Linked DNA regions of Sus scrofa: region 2 is linked to region 1. The links are chromatin contacts, called in public HiChIP or PLAC-seq maps. All regions are on one chromosome and are shown on one strand. Each heading gives the region's core, a stretch centred on a gene start, on an enhancer-like site or on the middle of the called end of the contact. The rest is flanking DNA. Distances are from core to core; before and after follow the strand shown. Region 1 holds the start of SPAG9 (C-Jun-amino-terminal kinase-interacting protein 4). Region 2 holds the start of NME1 (NME/NM23 nucleoside diphosphate kinase 1).

The links. HiChIP or PLAC-seq counts read pairs in DNA pulled down with a chosen protein or histone mark.
Region 2: an H3K27ac HiChIP or PLAC-seq map of alveolar macrophages shows a contact between it and region 1. The contact joins the promoter of NME1 here to the promoter of SPAG9 in region 1. A contact is called at or near these places in 2 of 5 promoter capture datasets (fetal liver and liver), 12 of 47 Hi-C or Micro-C datasets (alveolar macrophages, blood, embryonic fibroblasts and 7 more) and 2 of 2 datasets of contacts at active chromatin or transcription factors (alveolar macrophages and skeletal muscle).

The regions. Positions count from the first base shown.
Region 1 is chr12:27,366,964-27,372,410 of Sscrofa11.1, forward strand. SPAG9 (C-Jun-amino-terminal kinase-interacting protein 4) reads right to left here and starts at 3,301. Exons shown (of 34, transcript XM_021067194.1): 1 at 2,802-3,301. The coding sequence starts at 3,104. LOC106505444 (a long non-coding RNA gene) reads left to right here and starts at 5,201. Exons shown (of 2, transcript XR_001299881.2): 1 at 5,201-5,378.
Region 2 is chr12:27,413,693-27,419,139 of Sscrofa11.1, forward strand. It overlaps NME1 (NME/NM23 nucleoside diphosphate kinase 1), which reads left to right and starts at 2,745. Exons shown (of 5, transcript NM_001204759.1): 1 at 2,745-2,837.

The DNA.
Region 1 (5,447 bases), core at 2,051-4,550:
AAGCAGAACGTATGCAAATTAAGTAATGTCACTATAATAAATATTAAATTTCTGATTCCTTGTGAGAATTCACACCTCCTAAAACATCCTCATCATTAAAACATCCTCCTAAATTTGCACGAAGGTGCTTAGAATTTACTTTACATTTTCTGATGATGGACAATTTCCACGCTTTCAAACACTCTAGCAGTCAATACCTAGGCATTTTTGCTATAAAAGCAGACTCTCAGTCTCTGTATTAAAGGCCACAAACAAAGCACTCACAGAAAATTAAACACAGAATTCACTTCTGCATATCAGCCAGAGAGACTGAATTTCTGAGCACTGGATAAAAAACTTGTTTTATGATCTCCAGTGAAAATTGCTAACAGGATGATTTTATGTTTGTGGTCTGGAAGTTGGCTTATCTAGCATTTCATCAATGTTTTCTATTCTCAGGTCATGAACCTTTACCCAAAGGTTTCATTATAAAGGATTTATAGATGTATTTGAAAAAGCATAAATTATAAATAAAGTCTTTGGGTAATCTATTTTTATTCTTTTTTAAGCCATGCCCATGGCATGTGGCAGTTCCTGGGCCAGGGATGGAATACATGCCAGAGTAGTGACCATAGCTGCTACAGTGACACCACCAGATCCTTAATCTGCTGCACCACAAGGAACTCCAGGATAATCTTCTTTTTAAGTCATTTACTTAATTTTTTCTTTTTTTTTATTACTCAATGAATTTATTACATTTATAGTCGTACAATGATCATCACAATCCAGTTTTATAGGATTTCCATCCCACAACCCCATAAGTTATTTACTTAAGAAATTAATATATAGTCCACAGTCTAGCAGCTCAGTCAGTTTATCCTCTGATTCCGCAACCTGTAGCAAATGGTTTTCCTGGCACGTGTGACCCTGGCATTTTGCCCATGTTTACATGAACTGACAGGAGTTTAAAGCTGAAGGGATGGAATTCCCATCGTGGTGCAGCAGAAACAAATCCGACTAGGAACCATGAGGTTTCGAGTTCAATCCCTGGCTTCTCTCAGTAGGTCAAGTATCTGGTGTTGCTGTGAGCTGTGGTGTAGGTCACAGGCACGGCTCAGATCTGGCGTTGCTGTGGCTGTGGCTTAGGCCGGCAGCTACAGCTCTGATTAGACCCCTAGCCTTAGAACCTCCATATGCTGCGGGTACAACCCTAAAAAAGACAAAAGAAAAAAAAAAAAAAAAAAAGGCTGAAGGAATCCATTTCTTTTATCTGTGGTCACAGGTCATGCTGGGCCTGCTCCTCACCTGTGTGTTTATTTGGTTAATTCCACTGTCTTTCCATGTACATCCACACACTGGCAAGGGCCTGTCTGAGCATGAAGATATAGCATGTCGTTTCATGAGGAGTATATGAACTCTGCCATAAACAGTGCTAATAAATTACTGGAAATTGTGATTCTATCCTTAGATTGTTTTTCAACACCTTCTTCCCTATATACTTGGAAATGCTCCTGAAATAAAGCAAATTTTCCTTGGCAAATTCAATGGCAATCCTGTGAGACAAATGGATCACAAAATCAGAACTAAAAATCATCATACAAACCTAAGAAAAAAGAAAAAAACTAGCTGACCTGGTACGAAGGCGTATGTGACAAAAAGTCTACATGGTTGTACTATTTAGTGTTAGGAAATTAGCTACTAAACAGATCTCACATCCTTAAAGTTTTTCAAATATTTCTGAAAATATTTTGTTGTCTTTCATTTCTTCAAGTCATTCTCTCAATAATTATTTAGCTTCCTTCAATTACCATGTATTTAGCCAGTTGTGCTAGATGCTCAGGAAACAAGGATGATTAACTTCATCTGCATTAACTACTAAGTTCCAGAGAAATAACGCCAACACAGCCTGAAAACTAAAATGCTTAAACTGTCTCAAGATGTCAAAGACATCTTGGTACGAAGATGTCTTCGTACCACTGGCAGTCCAGAAATCCAAAAGGTTCACAAGATGAGGGCACCGGGGTCACACCGCTGAGGCGCAAAAGTTAGAAGGCAGCCAAGTGCACCTGTAAACTGCAGTCTATGAAAAGGGTTGCCAGATGTCATCTACACCTCCAACCCGCCTCCCACCGCGCTCCCATCCTCTTTATCAGTTTTTAAAGGGAACTGTCCAAGGTTACCACCTGACAGGAAGGAATACTTTGATGTGGGCTACCAATAAAATAAAAATGCACACTCTCTATATTTAGAGTATTGCTATACAACATCTAAGTGTTGACAAAGTGTCAACCATGGTACATAAAACAAAACAAAAAAAACCCCTCCTTCTCAACAGGGTTAAAACGTCAATAAGAAACTGACCGAAAGAGGGAGATCTCTAACTTCCCAAAACAGCAACCCCCAGGAAAGGTACTGGAATCAGCGGAAGTTACTGAGGACAGAAGTGTTTAAATGCCCCCCTTCCCCAGCCCACGGTAAAAGTTTGAATCGCCGTCTATCTCACACGGTGGTCGGAAACTTCCCTAAACAACAGGCAAGCGGACACCCTAAACTCCTCTCTCAGCCAACCCGAGGTGCCCTCAAGCCAGGCTCTGGCTTCCTCCCCCATCTCACCCTCTTCTGGACACTCACTAGCCTGCCTCAGGGTCCAAACCCGGCCGGTGGTTCCGCGACCTCACGGCCTCCGGGCTCAGTCAGGTGGGCCTCGGCCTCAGGCCCGCCCCCAGGAGACCTGCGCGGCGCTCCTCTCCTCCCGGGACAGACCCGTGACCCCGGCCCGCCCTCAGGCCCAGCCCTCGCCCTCCCCGCCGGCCGGCCCTCACCTCCTCAGCGTGCTTGCGCAGCGCCTTCTCTCGCTCGTACTGGGTGATAAGCTGCTCGTTGTCGTCCCGCAGCAGCTCCAGCTCCACCTGGTGCTCCTGATCCTGCGCGAACACCGAGTCCAGGTTCTCCAGCACGGCCACCACCAGTGGCATCAGCTCCTTGACCACCTCCTCGTCGTAGCGCCCGATGAGCCTCTCGAACTCGCGGTAGATGGAGCCGGCCAGGCCGGACACCCTCTCAGACATCACGGCCCCGGAACCACCGGGCTCCTCCTGGTACACCACACCGTCCTCCAGCTCCATGGTTGCGGGCGGGCGGCCTGCCTGCCCGGGGCGTCACCGGCTGAAGGAGCGACTCGGGCCCGTACGGGACGGGCCGCTGGAGCTAGGGCTGGGGCTGGGCCCGGCGGGGTGGGGGCCGGGGCCGTAGGAGGGGAGGGGTGAGGCGAGCGCACTCAGCCCAACCGCCGCTGCACCAACTGCCGGGGCGGCCGGGCCGCGCGCGCCACACGTCACTCGTGGGGCGGTACCCGCGCCGCGTCGGCCTGTAGGGCGGGGCCCCGCGGGAGGCCGGGCGAGGCCGGGGGCGGGGCCGAATGCGTCACTATGCGCCGGCGGAGGCGGCGTGGCGTCAACACTCGGCGCCGCGCGACGTTGGTACGCCAATGGGAAAGTCTGCGAGAGAGGATGGCGAGAACTGCTGCCCCGGGCGGGGTTTGCTGGGCGAATCCCAGAGGAAAGGGAGGGGTTCTGGAAGAGTGACTAGCAGTCCAGAATTAGCATAGCTAACATTTTATTACTTTTTGCAGCTCATAGAGGGTTTTCTCGTTTGTTCTTCACAGCAGGCTTAGTGCTGTAGAAGTTTGGCCTTCGTTTCACAGACAAGGAAAGTAGGCCCTGAAAAGTTAGGGTTCACTCAAGGTCACACAGCTAGAACGGGAAGGAGGATAATCTGGGATTCAAACCAATTATGTCTGAGAAGTCCCGACCTAGAGAAGTGGAAAACAGAGAGAGAGAGAGAGAGAGAAAGCAACCTTAAATGAGACGAGGTCTGCCTCAGTGATAAGGTGGTCTTGAGTAGGATAGAATTATTTGGGGAAAAGTAGATTAAGGAAAAACTTAAACATAAGACATGCGCGGCATCCTGGAGATGAATAAAACTGGAACACCACATCTTGCACTTTCCCGTACACAATTTTCTCTGCCTCTCCTGGCCAGCTTGGGAGCATGGCATTTCCTGGCTCCAGCCACCCGCCTTTCCTCTAATCTTGAGGAAGTGGGGTGGGGCGGGCTAATAGGGGGTTGGGGAGTGGAAGAGGAAAGAGGTGGAGTCACTGAAGTGAGTAAGTCCTGTTATACTTGAGGTTTCCACCACCTGGTAAAGAATCACGTGTGGGGAATGACACAACACCCAAACCCCTGGAGGGCTGAGTTAAGGATCACTTCCCAGTGCTTCTTTTAGCCTCCGCAAATGTAGAAGACACTCTTAAAACCCCTTATCTCCAGGGGAGGTCACTCAGAAGTTCTCTGGCCTCTACTCTAAGAATAGGGTAGGGCTGGCAGAACTTGGATAAAGAATGGTTTAGCGCTGGAGTCAGCTACCTCTCGGGATCATAAATACCCTCAACTTGGTATTTAAAGTTCAAGTTCTCCCCATCAAGCACAAACTAGTTCTCCAAAGTTTCCCAAATTTAGACCCACTTGGAGACTCACAAAAGCAGTAAGGAGGTTAGCTAAGCTATAAACTCAAAATGACAAAAATGAAGATACTAAGCCTGGAGTTCCGACGTGTTGAGGCAGAATACTAACTCAAGTAGTCAGCATAGGCGCATGAGCTTTGATGCATTCTTTGATATGGCTATTGATTAACATTTGTGGTTTAAGGACTCCAGAGCAACATCCTCACAGGCCAAGCTATAAACTCAAAATGACAAAAATGAAGATACTAAGCCTGGAGTTCCGACGTGTTGAGGCAGAATACTAACTCAGGTAGTCAGCATAGGCGCATGAGCTTTGATGCATTCTTTGATATGGCTATTGATTAACATTTGTGGTTTAAGGACTCCAGAGCAACATCCTCACAGGCCTTGTTTGCTATAAAAAGTGTACCTACACCCACATGGACCTTAATCTCTAACCCCCTCCTCAATTGACAGAAAAGAAATGAGAGGAAGTGTGCCTCAGTCTAAGGGAAGAAAAGGGCGAAGAAGTTATAAGACTTATGGGACATTTCCACCTCTAAAACCCCTGTTGGACAAGGACTGATATAGGTAACTGGGCAAGGCCAATGAGAGAAAACCACATTTTTCTGGACCCCAGGTTGGAAACCCCCATCTTTAAAGGATAAAAACCCCTATAGGACAGTAGAGAGCAGGGCCTCTTCCCCCCACCCACCCACCCCCAGCAGCCCTGGGAGCTATTTGCTTTCCTATTACAGTAAAGACTTTGCTTGCTGCCTTTGTGTTCACGAAGTTCATTCCACAGCTTTGCAAACAACTCAGATTCTGGTAACATCTTTCCAGCATCATCTTTTGGGGGCTCATCCAGGATCCAATCCAGTACACCATCGCTCACCAGGTAAGCAGCAGCAAGCTTGCACTTTCTACTTTATTCAGTTTCGTTTGCCTCTGAGAGGAGGGTGAGTGT
Region 2 (5,447 bases), core at 1,495-3,994, 46 kb after region 1:
TTGAACCGGAGTTCTCATGGATACTAGTCAGGTTCGTTAACCACCAAGCCACAATGGGAACTCTTTGCTCATTCTATATTTGGATTTTTTTTTCTTTACAGTTGAGTTGTAAGAATTCTCTATATAGTCTCGATACTGGGGCTGTGTTGGACATGCAGTTTGCAAATATTTTCTTCTACCCTGCAGCTTATTTTTTTTCATCCTCTTCTTGGGGTCTTTTGAAGAGCCAAAGATTTTAATTTTGATAAGATCCAACTTATCAGAGTTTTCCTTTTATGGATTTTGCTTTAGGTGGCAAGTCTAAAAACTTGCCTACCCCTTGGTCTTGAAGAATTTTTTTTTTGGCCGCACCTTGGGCACATGGAAGTTCTTGGGCCAGGAACTTAATCCAAGCCACAGCCATGGCAACACCAGATCCTTTAACCCACTGCACCATAGCAGGAACACCTGAAGATTTTTTCCACCATGTTTTCTTTTTCTAAACTTTTTGTAGTTTGATTGAAAAAAAAAAAAGGTACAACCTAAAAGTTGTGAATTATGTTTTATTTGGTGACCTTTCTATGACTATAGCTTGGGAGACAGACTCTCAGATAGCTCTAAGGAACTGTTCCAAAGAAGTAAGAGAGAAGTCAGGATATTCAGATTTTACTGAGAAAACAAACAAACAAACCATAAAACATGTTAGTGGAGTTCCCTTGCGGCACAGTAGATTAAGGATCCAGCATTATCATTGCAGCAGTTCAAGTTGCTACTGTGGCTTGGGCTCCATCCCTGGCCTAGGAACCTCAACATGCCCTGGGCATGGCTGAAAAAAAATGTTAGTGGAACATCAAAAGATTATTGCTAATTTCAAAACGTAGATGCATATGCATTGAGAACACAACAACAATCAAAATGCTCATTGAAATTATTCCTTTGAGGATTTCCTGTTGTGGCTCAGCAGTAACGAACCTGACTAGAAACCATGAGTAAGCAGTTTTGATCCCTGGCCTTACTTAATGGGTTAAGGATCTGACGTTGCCAAGAGCTGTCATGTAGGTTGAAGACAGACTCAGCTTGGATCCCAAGTTGCTGTGGCTGTGGCTTAGGCCAGCAGCTGCATCTCTGATTTGACTCGTAGCCTGGGAACTTCCATATGCTGCAGGTGTGACCCTAACCAAAAAAAAAAAAAAAAAAAAAAAAAGAAGAAGAAAGAAAGAAATTATTCCTTTGACATGCATCTTTATCTAGGGCCAGTATACTATTTTTCTCTTCAGGGTGCACCTTTGGGGAGGCTGCAGTGGCTGATGGCTTGATGACAGGCCATATTCTTTGTTTACTGAAATGGCAGGCATAGTTTTTTTGTTTTGTTTTGTTTTTTTGCTTTTTAGGGCTACACCTTCGGCATATGTAAGTTCCCACGCTTGTGGTTGAATCAGAGCTGCAGCTGCTGGCCTACACCACAGTCACAGCCACAGCCAAGGCCAAGCCAGATCTGAGCTGTGTCTGTCACCTACACCACAGTTCACGGCAATGCTGGATCCTTAACCCACTGAGCCAGGATAGGGATTGAACCCATATCCTCATGGATACTAGTTAGGTTTGTAATTCTCTGAGCCGCCACCTGTTTTGTTTTGGGGGTTTTTGGGTTGCACCCGGGGCATGTGGAAGTTCTCTGAGCTCGGGATCAAATCCATGCCACCGCAGCTACCCAATCTGCTGCAGTGACAATGCTGTATCCTTAACCTGCTGTGCTACAAGGGAACTCCTATCCACATAGTTTTACACTTACAAATCTATAATCCCTCTGGAGTGATTTTCTTTCAAAGTGGGAGGTTTAGGTGGAGGTTTTTTCTTTCCTTCCTTCCTTTCTTCTTACTTTCTTTCTGCCTATAGGTGCTCCAGCACATTTTTTGAAAAGGCTCCTGATTCTATCCTGTACTTTACCACAGCCATTCCTCCTGCAGCAGGCAATGATTTTTTTTTTTAAATGTATCAGATGATATCATGCCCTGCTCAAAATTCTCCAATGGCTTCCCACCACATCATAATCTTGCTGCTCTCCAGTTGCATTTTCTAGCACTTAATGTCCACTGGCTCTCAGGTAATCTGACTTCAGCAGGTCTATTCTACTGTCACCCCCTGAGAGAGCACACCAGTCAACATTTAAAGTACTCCTTTACCCTACCCCCTCGCTGTGCTTTTTCTCAGTAATATTTACATACTATGATATATTACATGTTAATTTGCTCATTTGTTTATTGTTTGTCTTTATTCCCAACCCCACGAGAAGTTCCAAGAAAGTTTACTGCTATACCCCAGACTCTGAAACAATATCTGACACATAGAAGGTACTCAATAAATAATTTGCTTGACAGGCTGGAAAGAATGAGCAAATGTAAAACGAGGACACTGACTACTTCTAGGTCAGGCGCTAGTTCAGTTTTCACGCAAAGTGTGAGCGCCACCTCTCGGGAAGCCAGTTTGCTCGCGAAAGAAGGAAGTGAGTCACAGATCTTAAAGGGAAAAAAAAGATGGCTGCAGCGTGCGAGAAGAATAGGGAGAAGCCGTACCGGAAGTTGAACTTCAGGAAGTTGCTCCCTTGAACGATATCCGACTGTCGGGAGGAAGCGTAGGCGAGTGGTGTTCTGCAAAATGGGCTCTCCTGCAGCCGATTATGCGCAGAAGCGTTCCGCGCGAGCGGGTGCTAGGAACCACGAGGAGCTGGGGCGTGTTTCCGGTGCGGGTGACAGGCGACGGAGTTGAAGCCCAAGTGCCCGGAGGGGTGAGAAGGGTTCGAGGTCCTGAGAGAAAAGGGAGAAGAGTGGGGTCCAGGGAGGGGGAGGTGAAGAGGTCGGGTAAGTTCCACTCGGAGAAGTGGCCAGGGGGATCGGGTGGGAGGGACGCACCCATTGACAGGTGCAAACCTGTCAGCTCACGTCCCGCGCCACGTGGACTCGGCTTTGTCCGTGGCTGCTTTTCCCATCAGTCCGTGACTGTAAGGGTTGTGCCTTATTTGTTTATATCGAGTGCAGTGCTCAGTGCTTACTGAATGAATGACAGATATGTATCAAGAGTGGGTGTGGGGAACACGTATAGGGACTGCTGTTTGTGGCTCTTTAGCCCCATGTTCTCCTAGGGAATTCATGCTTGTCTGTAGCTTCTATTAGGAGTTCTCCGCCAGTTCTTGGGCCTTGTCTCTTTTTCTTGGAGGTGCAGGGCGGTTATCATTTAAGACATTTTCTTTGCTCTTATTGAGTACTAGGCTCTGTAACTAGGTACTAGGGAAGTAAATCATCTCTGTATTCAGGGGCAGGCCTGTGAGAAATAAACAGAAAATTCACATATATTGTTAAGGTGTTGTAATAAAAGGCCAACTAAATTATAGGAAGGTAGAGCCAGGAGGTGGTGCTGCTATCCACATAGGGATTGTCTTTCAAGGTGAGGGGACTCCTTTGTCATCTTGTGGAGGCAGAGCAGGTCCTGAGTTGAGACTTCTTATCTGTAAAAGGAAGAGTCTGAAGTAGGTGGTCTCTAGGCTTTCTTCCAACAGATATTACTCATGGCTACAGTTCTCCCACAATCCACCATTTATTGGTTAGTCAGAATATTCATTAATCTTGTGATGTAGCATAAGCTGCAGAGGGTTGGGAAATCTGGATTGTGACCCTCCTTCTGGTACTCCAGATGTGTTTCCTCATTTGTAAAAGAAAAGATTGTAATGAAATAATCTCTAAACTCCTTCCTGTTATAGCATGCTGAGGTAGTAGGTCAAACTGTATTTCATACTGCCTTGTTTTAGACATCACTCACATATTATCACTGTAGTTTCCCTCATCTGGATAATCCAGAAAGATATTCTTTTCTTTTTCTCTTAATACTTCTTGTCTCAGTTCTGCCATAGTATTGGGTACCCAGTAGATGCTTATGTTAGTCCCCATTGTGGCTCAGTGGCTTAAGAAGCCGACTAGTGTCTGTAAGGATGCAGGTTCGATCCCTGGCCTCACTCAGTGGGTTAAGGATACACATTGCCACAAGCTGCAGCGTAGGTCACAGATGCAGCGTGGATCTGGTGTGGCTGTGGCTGTGGTGTAGGCCTGCAGCTGCACTCTGATTCTACCTCTAGCCTTTCTGTATGCTAGAAGGGTGGGTACAGCCCTAAAAATAAAAACAAAAACAAAAAACTGGCTTCTGCACACAAAGGCAAGGAGAGACTGAAGAAAGGCAGACCACTCCAGATTATAGGTGGCAGTTATAATGACCAAGGGAGCTTGAGGTGGCTGCTGTCACCTACCAGAATTTTAAAAGTTATGCATAGAGTCTTTAAATGGGTTTAGTCATCTATTCAGTCCAGATGGTCTCAACAACACTTTACTCTCTCAAGGCTATGTTTTGTCCTTCGAACAGCCCCTACTATGGGGACAGTAGGCAGAGTGTACCTTTCAAAAACAGAGGTGAGGAGCCTCTAGTTGCCTGGGGACGTATTCTCTCCATGACCTCCTCCAATACTCCACCCCTTGCAACTAGCTCTCACAATCTCATCCCCACTCCCCAGATGCATTGTGCCCTGAGAGATCAGCAAAGGGTGGAGGCGGCTCATTTGGCAGCCATCTGATTGCAGTGGAGGCAGATGTCAGAGCAGCATTATAGAGGCATGTGTAAGAGACGCATGGATTAAGACGATTCCCTAAATAATAACAATTTTCTCCTCCAGGAGCCTCATCATCTGAACCATTGATTTACTAAATCCCTTTGTCAGGCAGTAATAATGTCCTGCTTTGGAGGACAGCTTTTGCCATTAAAGATAAAGTGTTCCATAAAGACAGGTTTTGCAGGCTAGTATTTAAGGCTTGCTGGGTGAATTTAGTAAGGGCTTCTCTCTGTGCTATAATGCCCGTCAGGCCAAAGGAGGGGACAAAAATGGTGGCTAAATGATTGTTCCAGTGGGAAACCGAATGTGCCCATCTGGCCTGGAGGAGAGGGAGGTTGGCAGCTCTAGGAACTTGACCTAGTTATGTATGCTATACATGTTGGCCAGGGCAGGCAGCCCTGTCTGGCATGAGGAGATGGAGTAGGCGTGGGATATGCCAGACCAGGACCCCTTCCTTCTCCCCTCTTCAGAGGTGCATGTTCCCTTCCAGGTATAGCACATCTCAACAGGCCAGCTTGTGGCAGGGCTGCAGCCTCCCAGTGGAAACTGAGTAATTCCCCCTCACCCAGGGGTGGGGCTTAGTGTTCTCAGCAGCACAGTCCATTGATCCACAGAGAGAGCTGTTTCCCAAGACATTGGGTATCTTGGCAGGGGTCTCTCGTCTGGCATAAAAGGCCACAAGTTCTACTGGTTCATCATTCAAATGTATCAAAGTCTGGGACAGTACTTCAGTCCACCTGGCCAGGGTGGTTTTACTTTTTAGTACTTTATTTATTTATTTATTTATTGTCTTTTTGCCCTTTTCTAGGGCTGCTCC